Regions from separate parts of the Mus musculus genome. Here region 1 is linked to region 2. Evidence: chromatin contacts called from public Hi-C data. All regions are on one chromosome and are shown on one strand. Each heading gives the region's core, a stretch centred on a gene start, on an enhancer-like site or on the middle of the called end of the contact. The rest is flanking DNA. Distances are from core to core; before and after follow the strand shown.

What was found. A called contact is a pair of places that touch in the nucleus more often than the background predicts.
Region 1: a contact with region 2 is called in a Hi-C map of Th1 cells, with 1.5 times the contacts expected there. The contact joins the enhancer-like site here to the promoter of Efhd1 in region 2. A contact is called at or near these places in 1 of 15 datasets of contacts at CTCF or cohesin (CD8 T cells), 14 of 484 Hi-C or Micro-C datasets (the 63-12 cell line, CD8 T cells, Th1 cells and 9 more), 11 of 115 datasets of contacts at active chromatin or transcription factors (CD8 T cells, bone marrow-derived dendritic cells, bone marrow-derived macrophages and 5 more) and 3 of 9 other capture datasets (adipose tissue, embryonic stem cells and liver).

The regions. Positions count from the first base shown.
Region 1 is chr1:87,376,528-87,380,848 of GRCm38.p6, forward strand. Gigyf2 (GRB10 interacting GYF protein 2) reads left to right here. Exons shown (of 29, transcript NM_146112.4): 7 at 2,445-2,556; 8 at 3,441-3,481. Among named protein-coding and RNA genes, the nearest start is that of Kcnj13, 16 kb to the right of the region's middle. Within about 2 kb of position 1,659, at least 15 of the 459 cell types and tissues checked have an H3K27ac peak or open chromatin away from gene starts, as enhancers often do. A contact at or near this core is called in CD8 T cells and Th1 cells, where this site is marked.
Region 2 is chr1:87,261,282-87,265,684 of GRCm38.p6, forward strand. Efhd1 (EF hand domain containing 1) reads left to right here and starts at 3,072. Exons shown (of 4, transcript NM_028889.3): 1 at 3,072-3,473. The coding sequence starts at 3,169.

The sequences.
Region 1 (4,321 bases), core at 409-2,908, 110 kb after region 2:
CATTTATGTGTGGGAATGTGTATTTGTGTTCAGGTGGTGTAAGAGACCAGAAGAAGGTACTGGATCCTCTGTAGTTGGAATTAAACAGTTGTAGCCACGTGGTGTGGATACTGGGTGCCAAACTCAGTCCATTCAGTTAACTGCTGGACCATCTATCTAGTCTGGACAAAATTAATCTTGAAAAAGGAGAGGATTTGTTCCTTATCCTAAAGTCACTGTTGTGGAGGAATATTTTCGCGTTAGAGTAGTTACTATTAAATTATTTTAGGATTTTAAATAAAATGTATACATATTCTGAATGTAGGGCAGAGGGAGAAAGCTACTTAAACTGTAAGTTGACTTTAGGTTGACTTAAAAGTAATGAACCTGGAAGATAACTTTGTGATTGTTAGAGTTAAACTGTAGTTTTCACTTTTATTTTATAGACAAAGTGGATACTAGTCTAGTCAAGAGAATATCCTAATATATATTATATAATTTTTTTCAGTATTTTGTAAGAGTCATGGAAGTATTCCTGTAATCTGAGTCAGTTCCTGATAGGTTATGATGAAGTGCATGGGTACTTGAATTCACTTGCTTCATTGGATGTTTCATTCAGAATATATTATTTTCGGGTTAGAGGTGTATTTTTTGTGGTAGAGCTTTTGCCTAGCATTTGCATTGTGCTCTGTTTGGTACCTAGCACCATACACAAAATAAAGCTTTATCATTTTCTTCTGATCATTTTGATCTATGGGAGAAGTTAAGTTTGGGATAGCTGCTAAGGTATTTTTTGTTATAAATGCACCCCAAACTCCCATGCCTCCTCTAGTTTCTTCATTTGTGTCAGTACTGTTCACATGTTCATTGAGTAAACTACAGAATGTCCAAAGCTGAAAGTGCGTGCTACATACATATCTGCATGTGTCTCAGTCACTCTTAGCTGTGCAGCAGTATGGACAACATCACAATATCACCCCCCCCCCCCACTTGAGTATGCTTTTGTCATTCAGTAGCACAGGTCTGAGTTAACATTAGTGCCTTAGTTATGTGGATTTGTATTGTTCTGGGATGTTTCATCAGAATTTATTTAGCCAACTATTATTAGGTTGTTTCTAGTGTTTTGAAATTCAAGTGTTCGTTTTCATACAAATATGTGTCATGCCTTATTTAACAAGACGCGAGCCTCATTAGGTTATTTTATTTTCATTGATATATGAACATTATAATTTACACAGGCTTATATGGTTTAGGTTATTTACTTGGTTTGGCCTCCAGATACAGTTAAAAGACAATGATTACAAGATATATGCTGTTGCTTGTGGTATAAATGGGATATTGTTTTATAGTAAATTTAAAATAAGTACACTTGAAAATATAATATATCCTCAAATAAATAACTTTTCATTGTCACAATCACATACTGTGTACTACATGCTGGCAAATATGCCATGTTTTTAAGTGACTGGCAGTTCAGTAGATTTCTTTAGACCAGCACCATCACAAATAAGTCTCTAGTTACTTCAGAGTTTTCAACTCCATTATAATGTGGTTGAACAGTGAGTGGTTATAGTAAGTCTTATCACTGGTTGAAACTGTATGCATTGCATGATGGTTTACATACTTGTGAGTGCCTCCCTCTCCTTCCCTTTTGTTCTTTTTTTCTTCTTTCCCTTTCGGTCCTTTTCATCTTTCTTAGGCTTTTTGAGTCATTCTTGATGTAACACAAGCTGGCTTTGAGCTGTCAGTTCTCTGTTTCAGCCCCAAATGCTGAGATTATAGGCATGTTCCACCCCACTTGACTCTGTAAAAATGTTTCTACTGGGATAGATTCTGAGCAGAGTCACAGGTTGATAGTTAACCAGATGGCCTTCATTAGAAGCCTGCTAACATTTGATTTGCAAAGCTTTTAAGTCCCTATACTCCAACTACTCTGCGGAATGACTTTAGTGTTGCTAATTTTCCTTACCTCAGTGAAGGATTCTTTTTATCCTGTAAGAATATAGTTCGCAGTCCTACAGTTGTTCAGTTCACTTCTGCTATCTTTTTTCTGGAATTGGATAAAGGAATTTTATCGTGATTGACACTTCCTACTAGAGTTTCTCTCTAGAAGTTCCCCATAGTAAGATTTCCCCAGTAGTTATTGAAAACAATCCATGAAAACATTCAATTTATAATGGTGTACTAGCCTTGGTAGACGCCACTGTGGACCTCGTCACTGATGAGTTTCCTGTTGGTGCTGTGTATTGTTCAGGACTGGGATTCCTTCACGAGTGGTTGGTTTATTTTTTTCATACCCCAGTTCAGTTCTATCAGAGCCATTATGTCTTGCTAAATACTTAAATGTGGCCGTCTTGAAGTGTACAGAGAGATAGAACTTCATAGAGATTAACCTTCAGTGTTGAACATACTTGTTGGATGTTGGTTTCTAACTATTTCCCCTCCCCCTGTTTTCTTATTTTCAGGCAGAGGTAGAGGTGAATGTGGTTTCTACCAAAGAAGTTTTGATGAAGTAGAGGGTGTGTTTGGGCGAGGAGGTGGCAGGGAAATGCATAGATCACAGAGCTGGGAAGAAAGGTAACTAAAGTGTTGAGATTGTAATGTAATTAAGCATTTGCTGGTCTATAAAACTCACCCTAGTGGTATTCTATAGGACTTGCCTGTGTGCCAGTTATTTGACAGGCTGAGGAAGGAGATTCTGGAGTACTGGCTATCCTGCACAATTTAGCAAACTTCTGAACTCAAAATAAAAATGGAAAAAAATGGCTAGGATTCTAACCCATTGGTAGCTCTCTAGGGAGGTTCAGCCCTCAGTACTCCAAACAAAACAAAGCACACCGCGTTCCTTTCATGAGTGGTACAGGGTTGCGTGTTCCTGTGATCCTAACACTTGGGAGGCCAAGACAGAAGAATCATGAGTTCCAGACCAAAATGGGCTGCATGGTGTGACCTAGAGAATCACAGAAGTTGGGTGGGAGTGTTGTCTCCTCTCTAGCCCCTGGCCTTCCCTCAAGAAAGAACATTTTGAAAACACAGAACTTATCCCTTTTCTGCTTTTCCTGAAATTTCTGTACAATAAAACATAATATATAATTCTTACAGTTAAGGATGAGCCTTGATCTCAAAATAAGGGTAGAAGGGTTAAGGTTGTAACAGTGGTGGCTGTCTTGCTCAGCACCCTGAGGTTTAGTACTCAGAACCACAAATGTGGGAAAATATTGCCAAGGTAGTATATATAACATGGTCTGTAATGTTTCCAGGTAAAATAATAATATTCTAGTCATTGGGAGCTAAGGTTTGGTAGGTGGCCAGGTGGAATTTTTGTTCTCATCATTGCTTTCCTATATTTTCTAAATACTAACTGGCAGATCTGCTGCTAAAGGGACTGCAGGAAAGGAGTATCATGATAGGAAATCTATGTTGTTTTTAAGGTGTTTTTGAAATTTATTTTGTCTTTTTAGGGGTGACAGGCGCTTTGAAAAACCAGGAAGAAAAGATGTAGGTAAGGATCTTACTGTTTTGAAATACCTCCTGCACTCTCCTGGTATTGGTGCTAACAAGGCCCATTGGGAAGGATCATTAGCAGTACAGATTAACTGTTACATGCATGGATCCAGTAGATGGAGCTGTAACACTGATTCAGAGTCCTGTGGTGAGACCTGGAGTGATGGATACAACCATTAAGACATACTCAATGTTTTAGGGTTGTGTTTCTTTAAGGCATGCCTTTTTCAGTAAGGCTCTTTGTGGGATTGAAATTCTAAATTAGGAAGTAATTTGATCACTTGTTTATTATCATGGAGAGTATGTAGGTTAGAATAGGGAAGATGTGGCTTTTGTCTGAGGAGGCAAAGGCTGAGACTGAATATTCTTTCCTTAATCAATGATTGGACTATTTCTTTTATTGTGTATGTGTGCAGGCTATGTATATGGAGGTAGGGACACACACCTCGCAATGCCTGGGAAGGCTGTGGAGTTGGTTCTGTCAAACCTTCATGTGGGTTCTGGGGTTCAAACTCAGCAGCACCTTTACTTGCAAGCCATCTCACCAGCCTAGCTGTCTTCTTTCTGTAGATATATTTTCCTTGTGAGTATTTATGATAATTTAGTCAATTTGTAATGTTATGATGGGCTTTCTGACTGATAAATTGGCAGTCTACATTGATATTTGGTGAAAAAAATAAAAAGTACCAGTTAACAGTATTGGTATAAGTTTGAAAATTTTCAGTTTCTAAATTTCTTCAAAAAACAAAAATGTCCTACAGAGTATGGTAATATCTGATAGTGATTAACGTGTCTCATAAACATGCTGACTCTACAAACACTGATCACAGACTAAATT
Region 2 (4,403 bases), core at 1,822-4,321:
ATTTACACTGGGTTTAGTGGTGCCAGCCTATCTATAATCACAGTGCTCATGAGGTAGAGGCAGGAGGATGAGGACTTCAAGGCTATCCTTGGCTACACAGAAGGTGGAGAGTAGCCCAAGCTACTTAAGACCTTGTCTAAAAATGAGAGAAAGAGAGAGAGAGAGAGAGAGAGAGAGAGAGAGAGAGAGAACGAAATATAATTATCTGATTTCCCCTTTCCCCTATGGACATTCCTCACCCACTTCAGAAGAGTAGACATGGTCATGGGTGATATAACCAGGACACTTACAACTGTTCTAGGCAAAAACTTCCACTTTCCCATACTCCTTCATGGCCAACATGGCATTTCTATTTCTCTTCCTTAGATTAATTTTATCCATCTATGTGTGTGTGTGTGCACATGTGCACACAGATATGTATATGTGAATGTGTGTGTGGTGCCCACACATGTCAGAAGATGATGTTGGATCCCCTGGAACTGGAGTTATAGGTGGGTATGAGCCACTCAGTGTGGGCGCTGGGAACTGAACCCAGGCCCCTAGGAAGAGCAGCTAGTGCTTTTAATTACTGAGCCATCTTTCCAGCTTTGCCTAATAGCTTAAAAAAAAAAAAGCCCAACTTTTTATTGATTCTTGGCCTAATAGCTTTTAAATCATACTGTTTACCACTTTGATCCCAACACTCAGGAGGCAGAGCCAGGCAGACAGCCCTCTGTGAGTTTAAGGCCAGCCTGGTCTACATAGTGAGTTACAGAACTACAAAAAAATAGTTATTTATTTTGTATATGCATGTGAGCGGGTGTGTGCTTGCCATGGTGGACATGTGTGAGGGTCAGAGGACACCTCTCTGCAGTTATATCTCTCCTTCAGGGTGGGTCCTAGAGACAGAACTCAGGCTGTCAGCAAACTCCTTGTAACTGTCTCCTTGGAGATCAAAACATTTCATCCTGAGGGAGGTAAAAACAACAAAAGAGCTTGAAGAAGTCCCTGAAACTGACTAGATTCACTTGGCACCTTCCTGCCAGAGTGAACAACTCAGTGGCAAAGAAGTCTTTCAGATGAGCCTAGGCACCAAGACTCAGACATGCTGAGCTGCAAAGACGACTCTCAGAGGAGAAAAGCTGCAGAGAGGACTCAGACCAGACCCGGCTGCCTGGAAGAAACAGAAACCAGCTTGGAATGAACTCTACCCAATCTGTTGAGCCCCTACCGGCTGTGCAGTGTGCTCCAGGTCCCCAGCTTTGTGAGCTGTCACTCACACTGGGGTGGGCTTTGGTGATGCAGCTGTCTTCGAGTCATTTCTGTTCCTGTAAGTGACCCCAGTAAAACTGGTTGGTTTGCCAAGTTGGACTTTGGTGATACCTGGTCTGTTGAGGGCTCCCCATCTAGGAAGAGTAGATGAGTGTGTTTTGTCTCCTCAGGAAAAGTTTTGTCACACAACATACTTTTCCCTATGGCTTTAGAAACACACACACACACACACACACACACACACACACACACACACACACGTACACACCACCTTAAAACTTGAACCCATGTTTTTGAAGGGCTGCTACTGAGCTTCACCCCTCATGGTTACCCCCTCCCCTTATAACTGTTTTATTTGATGTTTGATCTTTGAGGCAGAGGGTCTTACTGTGTAAATATAGACATACAGTCCAAGCTGCTAGAGTCGGAGTCCTGCCCCAACCTTCCAAGTAGAATCACAGGCTTATATGAGCCACCATGCACACCAAAAGTACCTTTATTTTTAATGACTTATTTTCTTGAACCACTTTTTAAAAGGTGTGTTTTACTTTGTGGATGCTAGGGATTGAACTCTTTTATGCCTCTTTTATGCTAAGCCCTCTGAGCTCCCCCCCCCAGCTCCCCCTTCCCCCTAACCCTTCCCCCGTTAATTTCTTGTGTTAATTTCTTGTTTGCTTTGTTCCGAAGCAGCGAAGCAGCGGGTCTTGCTGTGAACCCCAGGCTGGCTTCCTACCCTGGAATTCTCTTGTCTAAGCCTTCTGAGTGCTGGAGTTATAGGCGTGTACCCCAACACCCAGCTATTCGAATTCTAATCGAATTACGTTTTCATGAGAGCACGCAATGGCTCTGATTTTTCCCTGTGGCCCCCTAAGATGTGCAGGCAACCAACTCATGCCTTTCAGCGGTGCACACCACCGGGCTCATCACACACACTCCCCAGTCTGTGGCCCAAAACAAGTGGAGCAAAGCTGGTCCCCAGTGCAGCCACTATTGTGTTTACAGCTGCTTCTCCATGTTTGGCTGAGGGAACCCTCATTTGCACCACATCCTTCCTTAGGGAGAATGACGGCGGCTCTACTTGTTTTTACTTCAATCTCCTGTTTCAAAAGTTGCCTTATTTTCAAGCCTTTTCTAACCCCACTCTCCGCAGTGGTGGCTCTCACATTAAAAAAACAAAACAAACAAAAAAAAAGCCATACAGCCAAGATACTTGCCACATTTGGTCCCTTAACAAGACAACCCCCCCCCTTTTTTTTTCCCGGGAATCAGGAGATTTTTCTCACTTTATTTATGTCTAGTATTTTTAGATTGTTGTGGAAACATTTCAATGGTATATGAAAGGCACCTTCGTACTGCCAGGAGCATCTCCTACTCCAGGGCCTTAGGGCGACGACTGCTCGCTACACACGTGGGTGTGTTACCAGGCACGCTTAATTCTCCCATCTCAGAGGGTCCTAGGCCGCGAGCTCCCTGGTTGGAGCGCTTTGGAAGAGAATGGAACTGCCTGAACGGTTGCCAGACTTAACTCCCCAGTGTTTGCAACCAATTCCCTGGGGATCACCAGTTCCCAAAGGGCGGATTCTGGCGGCAAGAGCAAGAGTTGATTTCAGGGTCCATGTCTGGACTGGGGGACGGATTAGCATCAAGTCTCAGCTTATGAGAGGTTTAGGCAAACGCGACCCCTAGGACGCGCAGACACTCCCTTGTCCCCTGTCCAGTAGATAGTCCTACTGCACCCGCGCCTCCTTAAAGCCGCAGCTCCGCCCCGCCCGCCCCGCCTACCCACGGTTCTTTTCAACCGCCGGGCCCCGAGCGATTCCACCGAGCGTCAGAAAGCCACGAGCCCGCAAAGAGCGCACAACTCTCTGTCCCCGTACCGGATCGCGAACCTCAGTTCCATCACCACAACCCGCCATCATGTCCAGCGAGGAGCTGGCCTGCAAGCTGCAGCGCCGGTTGAGACTTGAGGTGCGGGCAGAGACCGACCAGGGCGACCCCCAGCCTGCACCCTGCGATGCCCCAGCCGGGCACCCGGAGCCTGAACCGCCTGCCCGGGCGCCCACAGCCAGCGCGGACTCCGAACTGAACCTCAAGCTGAGCCGCAGGCTGGACATCCACCAGGGTACAGCGCGGCCGGGCCGCTCTAAGGTCTTCAATCCCTACACCGAGTTCCCGGAGTTCAGCCGCCGCCTCCTGAAGGATCTGGAGAAGATGTTCAAAACGTGAGCGCTCGTCCTGCGCCCCCGAAGAACGGGGGATCCGAGACAGGGCACGGGGTGGCCGCGCAGCGAGTGGGACAGTGAGGAAGGAGGTGCAGGCGTTCAGGAGTGCACTGAGCATCTGGCCAAGTGCAGCCAGATCGTGCGCATCAAGTTCATTGCGCGCCATGGGGAACCTCGTCAGGCTGGGGATCTGACCCCGGCGGAGCTCAGAGGGTCCTACTCAAAAGCCCCCTCCCTGAGTCTCCTACTCCCCAGGGCGGGTCCCGCACCCTCCTCCACCCACAGATCCAGAGATTTGCTCCCGGAGCAACTTCTAGGAAGCGAGCCCGGGGCGCACCTCACCTGCCAGCCTTAATTTTATCCCTCAAGGGAGAAATTAGCTGGATTGTCTTTTATCTTATAAAACAAAGGAAACAGTTGACACACGTCTTCAGTAAGGGATGCGAGAAATGAAGGAAGGCTGAGAACAAGGTTGCTTTAAACTCGAAAGACACATAGGCGTCCCTAGACCAGTGCGGGCGGGCGGGGGGTGAGGGGTGGGGGGAGTGGCTGGCGCAGGAGCCTCCTGGGAGCGTCGCCTAGTCAGTTACTCTTCTAACCGGTGAATGGCAGATGCCTCTGGCTGGGAACTGGTGCCTGCCACTAGTCACTAGGGTGCTGCTGGAGCCTCATCACCCCTCAGAAGAGGAGGTCATGCAAAGACCCAGTAGGTGGCCTGTCACGTGAGAGGTCTCTTTGGCCTCATTTCCCCACTTGAAGAGGGAAAGCAGTAATGACTCTTGCTGCTTTTTCCCCTCCCTCCCCCGTTACTTTTCTTTCTAAGCGAGATGTGGTGACATTCTCGTCTAATCCCAACATTTGGTTTTGGGAAGCAGAGGTAATCTCTGAATCCGAGGCCAGCCATGGCTGCATAGTGACATTGTCTCAAAA